Linked DNA regions of Rattus norvegicus: region 2 is linked to region 1. A link is a contact called in public Hi-C data. All regions are on one chromosome and are shown on one strand. Each heading gives the region's core, a stretch centred on a gene start, on an enhancer-like site or on the middle of the called end of the contact. The rest is flanking DNA. Distances are from core to core; before and after follow the strand shown.

Region 1 (2,786 bases), core at 180-2,679:
AGATGGTTCTGAAGTGTCTAGATTTCCCTGTAATTCTGCTTGCGTCATCAGACATGCCAATTTAAACCTACAAGTCTCAAGTTCCCTGGTCTGGAGAGAGTAATCTGGTCCCCTGGAAGCTGGAGTCTTAATATGTTTGAATTGTTGATGCAAAATATTCACAGAAAAGATGCATGATAAATTACACCTTGTTTTTGCTGTTAGAGCAGAGGATAAAGAGTTAGAAAAATGGGTGTGGTGATACACACTGCTATCCCTGGGGTGCACTAGGGAGGCAGAGGCAGGCAGATACATGACTTCAAGGCCAGGTCTAAATAGTGAGTTCCAGACCAGGCCACACTGCATAGTGAAATCCTGTCTCAAAAAACAGTTAGAAAAATGATCATTTGACTTGGCCCTTATGTATGAACAGCCATTGGGAGACAGATTCTTTTCTGAGTATAGGAGTTCTTATATATCCTTTTTCTGTAAGGATGGATAGTTCTTAGTAAAGTGATGGATGATCAGGCTTCTAAATTTGTTGACATAATTTTTTTTTTTTAATAAACAATGTACCCGGTAGTCATTTTTACTTTATACCACCTGTCACAGAGATATAGAAAATTGAGGTTTGGTTTTCTTGGGAGTCTTTTAAAATGCTTTCTTTTTTTTTTTTTTTAAGATTTATTTATTATATATAAGTACACTGTAACTGTCTTCGGACACACCAGAAGAGGGCATCAGATTTCATTACAGATGGTTGTGAGCCACCATGTGGTTGCTGGGATTTGAACTCAGGACCTCTGGAAGAGCAGTCAGTGCTCTTAACCACTGAGCCATCTCTCCAGCCCTTAAAATGCTTTCTTAAAGATATATAGAATAGGTTTGGAGGCTACAGTGATGACCCAGAGGTTAAGAACACTTACTTGTCTTCCAGAGTTTATTTCCTAATAAAGCACCCATGTTGGGAGCCTCACCGTTGCCTCTGACTCCAGCTCCGGGGGATCTGACACCCTCTGCAGGCGTCCCCACCCGCGTGGCCTTCACTCACGCAGATACACACATACCCGTTCTTTTTAAAGGTACACTTATCTAACCTAACCTGTCTATTTAGCTTGCGACTGCAATGGCCGATCCCAAGAATGCTACTTTGACCCTGAGCTATACCGTTCCACTGGGCACGGTGGCCACTGTACCAACTGCCGGGATAACACAGACGGTGCCAAGTGCGAGAGGTGCCGGGAGAACTTCTTCCGCCTGGGGAACACTGAAGCCTGCTCTCCGTGCCACTGCAGCCCCGTTGGTGAGTGACATCCATCCTATGGGGTGGCAACTCAGAAAAGACAGCTTTGCTTTCTGGGCGTGTGCACAGTGTGGCAGTGTGCGTGCTGCTGTAGCTTATGACTGTCTCGTCCTCCTCTTTCATGCTAACCAGGTTGACCTCTCAGATGACTTTCTAGTGTGTATAAGAGAGGTAGTGGCTCTGTAAATAATTGGCAGCTGGGTCGTAGAGACTGAACTTTGACTGTGAAAGGCTTTTCCTTGTTAATGATTTTGTTTAGTCTGATGTCCCTAGAGAGCACGTTAGTGTGTGTGTAGAGATGTATGCATTCAGTCTCTTGTAATTTTGGGGGGGGTGTGTGGGAGCTGGGCTACTGTTTTGTTGTTTATGCTTAAATTCTAGACGGGAGCCTTAAGGAACGTTTGATTGCTAGAGATGTGTGTGCCTGAAATGCAAAACTGTTATGGCTTTCTTTTTTGTTGTTGTTTTTAAAGATTTATTTATTTAATGGACGTGAGCACACCGTAGCTGTCTTCAGACACACCAGAAGAGGGCATCAGATCCCATTACAGATGGTTGTGAGCCACCATGTGGTTGCTGGGAATTTGAACTCAGGACCTCTGGAAGAGCAGTCAGTGCTCTTAATCACTGAGCCACCGCTCCAGCCCCTGTTATGGTTTAGAAAGCTGTGATTTACAAAGAGTTATCGTTTGGAAATCGGTCCTTGTTTTCTCTGATCAGGCACTGCTTTTGGCTCCTGGCTGGGTTTGCTTTGACATTGATTGGTTTTTCTTTCCTCATCTGCCCAGGCTTGAGGTTGAACATGAACTCATTACATTTTAGGTTCTCTCAGCACGCAGTGTGACAGTTACGGCAGGTGCAGCTGTAAGCCCGGAGTGATGGGTGACAAGTGTGACCGTTGCCAGCCTGGGTTCCATTCCCTCACCGAGGCAGGATGCAGGTAAATGCTTTCAGAATCAGAGACTGGTCCTGAATCTGCACGGGGAAGCAGTAGCTATAGTGGGAGCCCTTTCCCAGAAGTAATGGCCCACAAGCCTCCAGACTAGACGTGATGACGCCCCTGGGGTTTTAGAGAGTACAAAAACATGGTGTTTTTTAGTAGTTTTAAGTTATTGTGCACAGGATTAGGTTTCATCACGGGTGATGAGTATTCTTGACCGAAACCAAATCCAAATATAAAAACAACACAAGTTCCCTCTGTCCTTCAGAGATGCACCACGTGTAGAATCTGCTGTTGTGTAAAACAAGTCAACTTTAAGAGTGGGGTTTCTTTCCTGTCTGTTCTTTTTATTTCATTCCGTCCCCCTCGATCAAACAGGCCATGCTCCTGCGACCCTTCTGGCAGCACCGACGAATGTAATGTTGAAACAGGAAGATGCGTTTGCAAAGACAACGTCGAAGGCTTCAGCTGTGAGAGGTAGCTCCCGCTTCCTCCAGCTCCGTGTCTTCCTTGGGGTCAGATTTCCCGAGAAAGCAATGGCTGATCGAGCCTTAATCTCTTTCA
Region 2 (2,786 bases), core at 93-2,592, 92 kb before region 1:
CATCAGCCTCCTTACTACTGACCCCCAAATCTGGAGCCTCCACTTTGTGTGTCTGCTTTGCATCATTGGTTGGGATTAGCGCACTTGTGTCATGTGGGCTCTCAGCTGGTTCATTTTTACAGCACCCTCCCTTCCCCTGTCCGCCGGTCCTATCAGCACCGCAGGTAGTTCTGATCTGGGACTAAATAAAACTCATGATCTTTTTGGCTCGGGCTCTGGGAACTGAGTCATTCTGGCACTGACAATATTCTATGACTCAGCAGGTCCGAAGAGGAGGATGTAAGAATCCAGATCATTTCGAGTTTTTTAAGGGAAACTGGGAAACACAAACAACACAATGGAAGAATTTCAAAGAGGGTCTGCGTATCCGGGGGGAAATGTCATTCCATTCCCAGCCTTCTCACTTCCTTCCCTGCCGGGGTAAATGACAGTCAGACTTTAATTTAGGGTAAGGAAATCACAAAATTGACTCTGCAGCTGAGATCCAGCCCTGTGTTCCAGAGGGATCCAGTCGCTTGGACACCTCGGAATCTCTCCCCTCAGCGTGGGTAGGGCTTGGCCCGCGATACAGAAAGCATGCCAGGGACGGCTGGGGAGGGCGAGGTCACGCAGACCACTGCGTGGTTGCGGTGTCGTTCAGGCCTCAGCGTCAGGTAGTGGCTGGGCTATACCGTTAAGGACTGACATCTGGTTGGGCCAGAGTCCAAGTCCTCATGAAGTCAAAAGACAGATTCCGAGCCACCTCACCGACCTGCGGTCGCCCTTTAAGAACCTTCCCTTAGTCCTCATACCTTCCAGGGCAAGATCCTCTCAGGACCACGACCTGGATGAGGGTTCCCAACAGAGCGCTGGATCTCCACTGAAGCCCCTGCCCTCCCAGCATGCACCGCCCCGCACCCCACACCCCACGCCCCGCCCTCCTTCCTTCACTCATGCTCCCTCTCCGCCCACCTTGGGCCCCTCCCTCTTACCCCCTGGCCCAGCCCACCTCTAGTCACGCCTATCCAGAAGTCCTCCTACTTGACCCCTTGCCTCTTCCATCTCGCGCCCTCCTCCCTTTTGCTGAGGGTCCCGCCCCGCCCTCATACTCCACCGCCCCGCCCACCTCGCGCCCTTCCCTCTTGCTCCCATTCCGCCCATCTCGCTTCTCTGGCCCACCGCCCTCCAGGGCTGGAGAGCCAGTGGTTGCTCCTGCCGCCGCCGGGAGTCGCTGGGGAGGACGCGTAGGGCGGGGAGCAGCTCCTGGCCCGCGTGAACTGCTGAGGAGGCCGGTCTTGGGTTTTCTCCACCGCCAGATCCCACCCCACCGGGCAGACCCCACCCCCTGCTCCTTCCTCCTGGGGCGCGCTCTCGAGTGCGCGCTCGGAAGTCGGGGGTCGGCGCAGAGTGCAGGCTGCGCACCGGGAGGCAGCGGAGGCAGCGCGATCTTCGCTTGGACGCCCACCCATCGGCTCTGCGTCCGGCTCTCGGCCTCCAGCCCGGTTCACAGCCCGGCCTCGGCCCGCAGCGGAGGATCGGCCTCGGGGCACGCCGCTAGGCGAGTGCAGCGCGGCACCCTAGCCTTTACCGAGGGCCGGCGCACGGCGGGATGACGGGCGGCAGGCGGGCCGCTCTGGCCCTGCAGCTCCAGCGGCGGCTGTGGCTGCTGCTGGCTGTGCTGGCGGCCGTGGCGTGCTGGGTCCGGGCGGCCATGGACGAGTGCGCGGATGAGGGCGGCCGGCCGCAGCGCTGCATGCCGGAGTTTGTTAATGCCGCCTTCAATGTGACCGTGGTGGCTACCAACACGTGTGGGACTCCACCCGAGGAGTACTGCGTGCAGACTGGAGTGACCGGAGTCACCAAGTCCTGTCACCTGTGCGACGCCGGCCAGCTCCACCTGCAACACGGGGCAGCCTTCTTGACCGACTACAACAACCAGGCCGACACCACCTGGTGGCAAAGCCAGACTATGCTGGCCGGGGTGCAGTACCCCAACTCCATCAACCTCACGCTGCACCTGGGTAAGCGATGACAGCCCTGTCCCCACTACTCGCTCACGGTCCAGCTCCGGGGCTGCCTCCATGGAGCCGCAGGTCCGACCTGAGGGGCCTGTCCAGCCGCGTGCTGACGGTCTGTTCTCCAGCGTGGGCCACACACAGAAATTCCTTTCTCCAACTTCTAAAATTCATCTCGCTTTGAACATCCGGTGAGGGCCACCATGTCCCACGCTAGCTAGCATCTCTCTTTTTCCCTCACTCTTTCTAACCCAACCGGATTCTTGTTCCGTTGATTCTTTTTCTATTTCAGCAGTTAGGATTTTGGACCAGCACCCCCACCCACTTTTCCCCCCCTGAGGCGCTAGGGAAACACTCATCCTGGTAGGACCGGACTATCTCATAGAATGCTTGTATTAGAGTCTTGAAGGTCCACCTTCAAATACTTGTCTTTAAAATGTTTAGTTGTCTGTCTCCAGGGTTGAGAATGATTGCTCTTAGTTCTGATAAAGGAATTTGAGGGGAGCAAATGCCTTTACTGCCAGTATTTCTATGTGTAATTAAAACAGAAGTTCACTTTTCAAGTTACTGTTCTCCAGAGCCGTTCAGCTTTAATTAAGAGCTGTTTCACTGCTAATCCTGGTGGGGAGAAAAACAAAAAGGCCATGAAGACACTCACTGTAATTGCGGGCAGTTTTGTTCCGGTGTAAAGAGGCTCAAAGGCTCTCCTGGATGTCTTCCCTTTTGCTTTGATCCGAAGCAAGTGTGGAAACCTGCATGCTTTAGAATTCAGGAGAGGGCTGTAGAGTAGGA

Evidence for each region. A called contact is a pair of places that touch in the nucleus more often than the background predicts.
Region 2: a contact with region 1 is called in a Hi-C map of kidney, with 2.3 times the contacts expected there. The contact joins the promoter of Lamc1 here to the enhancer-like site in region 1. A contact is called at or near these places in 2 of 12 Hi-C or Micro-C datasets (kidney and mammary epithelial cells).

What each region holds. Positions count from the first base shown.
Region 1 is chr13:67,959,059-67,961,844 of GRCr8, reverse strand. It overlaps Lamc1 (laminin subunit gamma 1), which reads left to right. Exons shown (of 28, transcript NM_053966.3): 5 at 1,094-1,282; 6 at 2,105-2,222; 7 at 2,601-2,699. Among named protein-coding and RNA genes, the nearest start is that of Lamc2, 66 kb to the right of the region's middle. Within about 2 kb of position 1,429, at least 1 of the 93 cell types and tissues checked has an H3K27ac peak or open chromatin away from gene starts, as enhancers often do. A contact at or near this core is called in kidney, where this site is marked.
Region 2 is chr13:68,050,542-68,053,327 of GRCr8, reverse strand. Lamc1 (laminin subunit gamma 1) reads left to right here and starts at 1,342. Exons shown (of 28, transcript NM_053966.3): 1 at 1,342-2,000. The coding sequence starts at 1,589. It also overlaps the pseudogene LOC134481569.